Linked DNA regions of Mus musculus: region 2 is linked to region 1. The links are chromatin contacts, called in public HiChIP or PLAC-seq maps. All regions are on one chromosome and are shown on one strand. The core of a region is the stretch at or near the end of the contact, and the rest is flanking DNA. Distances in the headings are between cores, read along the strand shown.

The links. HiChIP or PLAC-seq counts read pairs in DNA pulled down with a chosen protein or histone mark.
Region 2: an H3K4me3 HiChIP or PLAC-seq map of neural tube shows a contact between it and region 1, with 3 times the contacts expected there. The contact joins the promoter of Rimkla here to the promoter of Cldn19 in region 1. A contact is called at or near these places in 2 of 39 promoter capture datasets (hippocampal neurons and pre-B cells), 3 of 15 datasets of contacts at CTCF or cohesin (the NIH/3T3 cell line, large pre-B cells and pro-B cells), 1 of 484 Hi-C or Micro-C datasets (the HL-1 cell line), 2 of 115 datasets of contacts at active chromatin or transcription factors (embryonic forebrain and neural tube) and 3 of 9 other capture datasets (adipose tissue, liver and pancreatic islet).

The regions. Positions count from the first base shown.
Region 1 is chr4:119,252,952-119,257,737 of GRCm38.p6, forward strand. It overlaps Cldn19 (claudin 19), which reads left to right and starts at 2,518. Exons shown (of 5, transcript NM_001038590.1): 1 at 2,518-2,844; 2 at 3,935-4,099; 3 at 4,201-4,285. The coding sequence starts at 2,622. Gm12927 (a long non-coding RNA gene) reads right to left here and starts at 4,299. Exons shown (of 2, transcript XR_376592.4): 1 at 3,916-4,299.
Region 2 is chr4:119,489,888-119,494,673 of GRCm38.p6, forward strand. Rimkla (ribosomal modification protein rimK-like family member A) reads right to left here and starts at 2,711. Exons shown (of 5, transcript NM_177572.4): 1 at 2,410-2,711. The coding sequence starts at 2,572.

The sequences.
Region 1 (4,786 bases), core at 1,268-3,767:
GTATCTTTCTGAGTTCCAGGCCAGCCTGGTCTATAGAGCTAGTGCCAGGATAGCCAGGGCTACACACATGAGAAGAAAAAGTAATTATGGAGGCTCTGGGTTTTTAGTCTGGGGATGACCTGAAGGAAGGAAGGTGTAGACAGACAGGCTTCCTGCTGCCCCTCAGGCTTCAAATCTGGGACACATTAGCTCTGGGGACAATGAGCACCATCCCCTCCACCTCAGCTCTCACATGTCTGGAGACAGGGGTCACAGCTAGTGTTCAGTGTGGTCCTGATGCTCCAGAACTCAGGGATCTGACCAGTGTGTCCAAGGTCAGAACGAGGCTTGGTTCTTCCTCACAGAGAACTCTTTGCCAGAGGCCAAGGCTCAGCTTGGGGAGAGAGGAACTTGTCTGGCCTTTCCAATAGCCTCTGTAGAGTTGCTACCAGTGCAGACCCTCTGACTCCCCTAAGCTTCATGCCAGCTCAGCAAAACAGTATCTCTTTTTTGGGGGTGGTGGTGGATGAGGCAGGGTTTCTCAGTGAAGTCCTGGAACTCACTCTGTAGACCAGGCTGGCCTCGAACTCAGAGATCCGCCTGACTCTGCCTCCCGAGTGCTGGGATTAAAGGCATGTGCCACCACTGCCCGGCTTTTAATGATGAAGATGCTGAACTCCTCAGTTGTCTCATTAGTAGGGAGCAGCTTATGAGGCACTCCCATCCCTATCCCCACTCCCTCCAAAAGGCAGAAAGGCAAAGACATGGGGAGAGGCCATAGGAACCAGCACCTACACAGCCCAGTTACCTGCCTAGTTGGAAGGTCTGCCTTGAGGTTACCTGAGCCTTACTACCCCCAGGAGTCTTTTGCTTGTATCTCCTGCCTCACTCTGGGCTCTGGTAATCTCCCCTGTTTCCTTTGGTTCTGTTGTCTTATCGTTCATGGCAGGAGAATTTGAAGTCTGAACCATCTTTTCTGTCACCCTTCTGGCCCCCACTGCTATTTTGGGGATTGGCCAGCTACTCTAAGAAGCAGGTCCAGTGTGCACAAGAAGTCAGAGGGACCCAGTGTGTGGCACTGTCTACCAAACAGCACTCGCCCCTTACCCAGCTTCCCCCAGGTCCCTGGAGCTGAGCTGGAGCTGCAGGCCATACCAGGGGCCCACGCCCTGAGCAGGCACATAGGCTTGCCATTGTCTGAGAGTGCCAGGCACCCACGTGAGGAATGTAAGGCAGCAGGCTGGGGGTTTGTCCCTGCTGTGGGGGTTGAAGGTGTGGGGGAGGAAGCTGGCCATGTTGCAGCTCAGGAAAGGCAGTGGGATGGATGCAGGGGATGTAAGAGAGGTGGCTGGGAGGCTGGAGCGGGAGCAGGGGTGTGACATTCCTCCTGCACCCATGCCAAGCCTGTGGGGCTGAAATGAACGTGAGAGGATTGCTAATGAGACCCAGGGGAGTTAAACATTCCCTGCTCCCGAGGGCTGAGTGAGAAGGGGCGGGCAGGGGTCTAGGAGCGGTGAGCCTGAACCCCAGGAATGCACAGAGGCCCCTGCCCCTGCCAGGCTGTTCTGGAGCTAGGGGCCAGGGCCTGCTGTCTCAGGTCCCAGCAGGAGCTGCTGAACCAGCCAGCAAAGGGATTAACTGGCTGAGCAGTTCTTCTTCCTCCAAGTTCAGGACAGATGCTGGCGCAGATCTCCCCAGCTCCCCACCACGTCCTGAGGCTGGCAGACAGCTACCACTGGCCCAGTTACTGTGGGTCCCTCTTCTGACTCCTCAGATCGCAGACAGACCCCATAGCACATCTTCCCTGCTTTGGCCTCTCCCATTTTGATAGACATGGTTTCCAGGTACCTAGGACTCTTCTCCCCAGCAGCTCATATTTAACTGAGTCTCTGCACATCTGGCCTTAAAGCCCTGATCCAAAACTAACTCCAGGGGATCTAGGTCAGTGGTAGAGTGCTTGCCTAGCATGTACAACAAAGCCTGGTTTCCATACCCAGCACACACACACACACACACACACACACACACACACACACAGAGAGAGAGAGAGAGAGAGAGAGAGAGAGGAAGAGAGAGAGAGAGAGAGAGAGAGAGAACTCTATAGTTTTTTCCTGCTGTAACTAAAATTTCTTTCTTTTTCTGTCCTCAAGTCAGTGGGCAAGAAACCGCCGCTTCAGATCAGGCACTGAAGCACAGCAAAGCCATCCACTGAGCTGGTGCTGGGGAAGGGATTAGGAGAATCCCAGAGCACTGGAATCACTCCTAAAGGGGTTTCCCTGGTTAAAAGGGGGAAGAGTCACTCCTCCTAGCCCCTCCCTTCCTTACTATTGAGACAGGGAGGGCAGGGGTACCCCAGCTTGGATCCTAGGTTCTACCCTCCACTCCCAAGAAACTGGGCGAAAAGAGCTCTGCTGGGGACTGTCTGTGGGCGGGTTTTGGCCTTTTCCAGCCCCAAGGCCGCCCCCTGCATTCTGGAATCAGCAGCCACTGCCTCTGCTGGCCAGCCAGCCATCCCCTCTCCTCCTCTCCTCCTGTGCCACTTAGCTCCCCTTTTCCGGCTGTTCCTCTTACCATGACCACAACGCTCCTCCACACCCTGGCCCATCTCTGAGTCCTGGAACTCTCAGACTCCTACCTGGGCCATGGCCAACTCGGGCCTCCAGCTCCTGGGCTACTTCCTAGCCTTGGGCGGCTGGGTGGGCATCATCGCCAGCACTGCCCTGCCACAGTGGAAGCAGTCTTCCTATGCAGGCGATGCCATCATCACTGCCGTGGGCCTCTACGAAGGGCTGTGGATGTCTTGCGCCTCTCAGAGCACCGGGCAGGTGCAATGCAAACTCTACGATTCACTCCTGGCCCTGGACGGTAGGCCTCCGGTGGGAGCCGGGGAGGGGGCACTGACGGGGCACTGACTGGGCTGGGGAGGTTGTCGGCAAGCTTTTTCACAGCCTGTCCTTAGTGCTGGGTGGCACACTCCAGCCCCTGTGGGAGTCCCTAACTTCTGTCCTGTGTACACCGGAGAGTCCAGGCCAGTCAGGTCTCTAGGCTCTGAGGAGGCAGGAACACAAGAAGCTGGCAGCCTGGGCTCCCGGTCCTAATACCCACTCATTCAACCCTTGCGTTCTAATGTTCTCCTGTGTAACCAGGCCATTAATACACAGGGCATGGGAGGGTGGACTGAGATGAGGGTCTGGTTTCATAAGCCTGTTATCATTCTCCACTCCTCTTCTCTCCATATTCCATATTGACAGATATGTTTACACACACACACCGACACACACACACACACACACACACACACACGGACACACACACACACACGGACACACACACACACAGAGTCAGACACCATTACAGCTCTGACCTTGGGGACCATCGCACTTGCACTCCGACAGGGCTCAAAGTAGAGCCCACACAGTCAGTCCCACTCACACTGGTCCAGACAAACCACTGGCCTGCCTCCCTCAGGGATCTAAGTCTCCTGCTGCCTGGGGCCTAGAACTGACCAATACACTCCCAAAGAAAAAAGCATAGGATTCCATGATTGACAGGGACGATTGACAGGGTTGCTGCTGGGAACCAAGCTGGGTTTAGCTGGTTCTCAGGCACTTTCAGCTCTACCTCTGGTGATCCTGAGTGATACTCTGCCCCATCTCCTGCTGCTTGATTGAGGGTGTACCAGACCCAGGAGAAAGGAGCCAGTCAGGGCCGGTGGGAAACGGGGTCAGCAGTGACAATGACCTCACTCTGCCCCCTCTCCTCAAACACTCATTGTCTCTTCTCACAAGCAGGCAAGTGCTCAGGCCTCTTCAGGCTTCTACCCAAGCCCTTCCACGCCAGCTTCCTCTCATTTCAGGTCTAACACCTCCATTTTGCACCCCCCTACAACCCCACCACCCCACCACCCCTCTCCGAGTTCCCCACTCGTGCTCAGACCTTTCTTAACCTGCCTCAGGTCATATCCAGTCAGCACGAGCCCTGATGGTCGTGGCTGTGCTCCTGGGCTTTGTGGCCATGGTGCTCAGTGTCGTGGGCATGAAGTGCACTCGGGTTGGAGACAGTAACCCCACTGCCAAGAGCCGTGTGGCCATCTCCGGAGGTGCTCTCTTCCTCTTGGCAGGTGAGTGCCCAGCTTCCTCTCCCCTCTTGACTATGTGGCTAGCCCAGCTTTTGCGGCTGGCCGGCCCAGGCAGAGCTGAGCTTCCCTACTTGGTTCTTTAGGTCTCTGTACTTTGACTGCTGTCTCCTGGTATGCTACCCTGGTAACACAGGAATTCTTCAACCCCAGCACTCCTGTCAATGCCAGGTGAGTGCTGGGGCTGGGCCTCCTTCCTATCTGTCCTACCCGGGCCCAGGGCTGTCACTTGGAAGAGGAAATAGGTAACAGGCCCCAGCTAGTTTCTAAGAAAGGAGAGCCACGTGAAGTCTGAAGTCTAACTCCACGTTCTTGCCGGGGTGACCTGGATCACTTGTGACTTAGCCTTTTCCTGTCAGAACCAGGTCTCCTGTGGTTGGGAGGACCTAAGAGGTGATGAGGAGAGGGACTTCTCCCAGGGCTCAGCACACCTGGGCTTGTTTTACTTCCGTTAGTGTCAGCAGGCCAAGATGGCTTCCTGGAGGAGGAAGTAGAATGGGGGGGGGGGTGCTGGAAACATGAGACTGGAGAAAATAGCTAAGGTAAGGCCCAGCAGCTATGAGAATTTGCTCTTCATCCTGGGTAAGGCTGTAGCTGCCCTCTGCTGTGTGCAGGGAGGAGGCCAGTGCAGACAACTGGCTGCTGCCTTGCTTTCAGCAGGGGGCTCTGACT
Region 2 (4,786 bases), core at 1,461-3,960, 240 kb after region 1:
CAGCAGGATCCACTGAGTACGGCTGTAACTCCCAGCTGGTGCTGTGTGCATAATGACCTCACTCACGTTTATGAGTATTAATAAGTAAGAAGAACGGAGCACAAGCCACGCGAGTTGGCGTGAGGACCTATTACTATGACTCCGTGATTACAGTTGTTACTATTAGTTACATGTGTTTTGGTCTTGGAATCACTTGTGTTTAGGGAAATAAACATTTACTGAACGATTAAACAACGTGCAGATTCTCAAAGGAACAAAATAAGGTAGATAAGACGTTAAGCCAGCAGAGTATAAAGGGGGACTTTCTATAGGACTGCTTTAGTAACCTGAGGGTCACTGCTCCAGCCCCAGCCCCAGCCCCATCCAAATTCAGGTTGGTTAGGGTAGATCTTCTAAGTTAAAATAACCATCACAGAGCCAGGTAAGTCGATTTCTGGGGGGTTGAGGCCAGCCTGGTCTACATAGGAAGTTCCAGGACAGCTAAGGCTATCCAGCGAGACCTGTCTCCAACAAACAAACAAACAAACACACACACACCAAAAAACCTGTCTTCAATTTCTCCATCCATCCATCAAGCATCTATATAGATTTTCTTGTAAATGACTAGTTTGTGAACACAGACATTTTCACACATGAGTTCTACTTAATTGCTTACGTGCTTCCTGAATCATTACGATTTAATTTTCACTTTTCTTACAATTGATTCTTTAACACGAAGTTTTATACATTCAGAGAGAACATCTTCAGAAGTGCTGATGTACACGTAAAGACTGACAAACAATAGGAAAATCTGACTACCGTCTCTCAAAAGGATGTTTTTACAAGCTGTAAAGAAAACAAGGAAACTCATCTTGGGAATGGACACAAGTATATATTAATGACCGGTTTTAGATCACCAAAATATAACTGATCATTCCACTTAAATATGGAACCCAAAGCTTTTCAAGCTTGGAGAATCTCAACTTAAATATGACATACATGATTCAAAGAGATGGGGGCAGGAGAGAGGGCTCAGTGGTTAGGAACACTGGCTGCTTTTCCAGAGGGCCCAGGTTGGAGCCTGCATGGTGGCTCACAACTATAGCTTCAGTTCCCAGAGGATATGATGCCCTCATCTGGCGTCTGAGGGTACTGCATGCACATGGTGTACAGACATACATGGAGACAAAACACCCATAGACATAAAATTAACCGTGAAAAGGCAAAACCAAACCAAACCCTAAAATCAAAGTCAAAGTGATTATCACAAAGCAAAGCCGAGACATTTGGCAACAAAAAAGCTGTAAGAAGAATCTAGTTCTTCAAATTCTCTGTTCAGAAATGGCGTTCACCGTTAACCAATCAGGAGGGTTTCAGCAACCCAAACTTAAAAAATGGTATTTTTACACTTAAGCACACCACTTGAAATGTGGAGTGTCTAATGCTTGCATATAACTACTCCCAAAGTATATGCATTTTGAACCTAGTAAGGTTTAACTACACCTACCGATGAACAATGTACAAAACTGAGCTATTTCACTTAGGGACACATACTCAAAACCTCACTTGTAAGTAGTCTGTTCAGGATGTGGAATCCCTACCCTTGCAGAAGGAACTCTACTCAACCAGTTAAAGATGACATATGGGTAACATTCCAAGAAGCATCCAAGACGGCCCAACCCTCCTCAGCCCTGGACCCCCTGAAATAGCTGGCTACCTCGGAGGGCTTACCGAGAACACAGACTGTAAGCCAGTGAATACGAGTTTCCAAAGTCATGGATAGCTTAGCAATACATAGCAGGCATGTATTGAAGATAATAAGAATAAACAGAACGCTTTGAATAGGCAGTCAGGGATAATAACCATTTCCCCCAACCTCCCACCTCAATTGCCCTGGACCCGGCACTGAAGGGACCAGTGAGGCCTGGAAGTACTTGGCTATTTTGGAATCTGAATTAAACATTCTTTGGGAGGAGGACAAATTAATGGAAACCATCAATCGTCTCCTCTCGCCCCTTCCCCTCCAGAGACGATCTCAATCTTTCTCAGCTGTCTCCCATAATTAGGCTCCCAGTTTGAGAATAGTGTTCTACCTAGGGCGTTCATCACTGGAGCATACATACCACTGGAAAAGTTTCCCAAACATCTGCCTAAGAGCAATTTTGTGAATTCTGGGTTGGTTCTTTTAATTTCGGGATCCAATCCGGCAGGCCACCTGTGCTCGGAGAATCTACAGTGTGAGGTTTGGTGCCTTTAGCTTCAGGTGAATGTGAATGCCCCATTAACTCATCTCCTAAATGAATTAAGCATCTTCTCTACTCTTGGCCTCAGGCTGCTGCAGAGGGGCTACCTCGGAGCCGGGCTCAAGGAGGAGAGCGGCCGGCTCACGGGACCCCGGTGCCCCTCCCTCCCTCCCCCGGCTGAGCTCACCTAGGTGGCCGCCGACGACGGTGACGGCGATCTGGTCCAGGAACACCGCCCGGAAACCCACGTCCTGCTCCGAGCAGCGCTGGCGGAGCGCGCGCAGGATCTGCACCTGCGGGTAGTCCTCGCGGATGAGCCGGTCGGTCAGCAGCCAGACCTGCGCGCACATGGCGACCGAAGCTGCGGCCGCTCGCCCGCGCGACCCCCTGGCGCGTCCCAGGCGAGCACCGCGGCTTTGCTTGCGCCGTGCGCCAGCCGCCTCTGCAGACCCGGCCGGCGAATGCTCCGGATCGCCTCGCGCCGACGCCGCCGCCGCCGCCTCCGCTGCCTCCTCCGCCGCCTCCGCCCAGCCAATCAGCACGTCGCGACGCCCGGGGAGGACCCGGCCCGGAGCCTGCGGAGCTGCGCAGCCTGCGGCGGCCGGGCGGGGCTGGGGCGACCCCGGGAACCGATGGGCCACTGGCTGGGTAGGCGCGGTGCTGCTCCCCCAGAGAAAAGTGCGAGTCTTGGTTGCACCACCAACCTCTTCCAAAGACAACTCCCAGCCTGGCAAGGTCACATGGCGGGGCTCTGCAGCTGGACTTGACCCTTAGAAGAGCGATCTGTCTGCCCCAATCCTGGCCTGCAGCCTGGCTGGGAGATGGAGGCAGTTGGGTCTTAGCAACCAGATACTTCATTTAGATAATTCGAAGATCCTTTTCCTTTTCTTACACCCCAGTTTGCACCAGCGCTTGACCATCATAACCCCAGTGTCATAAAAACAGGTTAAGACCCCCATATTGAGTTAGGGGAACCCCTAGGGCGCGTTTTTTCCTCCTAGTCCACACCCCACTTCCCCTCCGCCCTCCAACTCAGTCCTCTGTACATACTGTCCGTGGTCCTAGCCGTTTGCAAATTCTGCCCGCAAACAATAGCGTGAAACCTGGTATTCGGTTCTTGAAAATAAATTAATTATACATTTATTTATGTATGTATTTATGTATTTATTTATTTATGTATTTATTTATTTATTTATTTATTTATTTATTTATTTATTGTGCACAAGGTGAGCTGGTGGCCTGTTACCACAGCTTGATCGTGAAGATCAGAGGACAACTTTCAGGATCTGGTTCTCCTGAAACCCACCATGTGGATCAAAGTCAGGCTAGGCAGCAAGTGCTTTTACTCTCTGAGCCATCTCACAGCTCCTAGCTAGTCATTTCTAAATAACTATGGGGTTGACTTTAGCCAGTTGTGTTTCCAGCTCTTTAAAACATCTTTTTGAAATCATCATCGCCGCCGCCATCATCATCATCATTTTGGTTTTTTCAATATAGGGTTTCTCTGGGTAACCTTGTCTCCCTGTAGCCCTGCTTCCCTGTAGCCCTGTGTAGTTTCTGTCCTGGAACTCACTCTGTAAATGTGATGGTTTGTATATTCTCAGAGTGGCACCATCTGGAGGTGTGGCCTGGTTGGAATAGGTGTGTCACTGTGGGTGTGGGCTTAAGACCCTCATCCTAGTTGCCTGGAAGTCAGTCTTCCACTAGCAGCCTTTGGATGAAGATGTAGAACTCTCAGCTCTGCCTGCACCATACCTGCCTGGATACTGCCATGTTCCCACCTTGATGGTAATGGACGGAACCTCTGAGCCTGTAAGCCAGCCCCAATTAAATGTTGTTTTTTTATAAGACTTGCCTTGATCAAGGTGTCTGTTCACAGCAGTAAAACCCTAACTAAGACACCGGGTTAGTCTCAAATTCATTACAGAGATCTGCCTTTGGCTCCCCGAGTGCTGTGATTTAAGGTGTGCTCCACCACCACCCGGTTTAAATGATGTTTTGTGCATCTTCGATGTGTGTTTGAAGCACAGGGTCACGTGAATGCCAGAAGGAGCTTGCAGGGTGTGCAGAACAACTTTTGGGAATGGGTTCTCTCCATGGTAACTAGGTTTGTCCAGCAACACCTCTACTCAGTCAGCCCTCTTGCTCTCCCTAACGCATTTCTTCCTTCTTTCCTTTTCCTTTCTTTTTCTTTTTACTCTTTTACAAAAGAAATTTTATGGTTTCAATCTTGACTCAGCAATGACATCTCTAAATGGGCAAGACATCTCTGCGAAGGTGAATGGTGAACTGCAAATGTCCTGTCCACTAAGATATGCCTCTGGGAAGTTCTGTATTCAGGAAGTTTAAAAAAATATTTTGAGGCAATAATGTTGCTAAAGCACCTCCCTAGTCCCCGAATGCATTTTCTAGGTGATGAAACTGTAACCAGTGCCTTGTAATGGGTACTTTCAAAGAAGGCGATTTAACCACAGCTCCACTCAAAGCCAGATGCCCTCTCCTGCCTTTACCATTGAGGTTGCATGGTTTTTGAGGACAGGATGGGAGGTACAAAGGGTCTCACT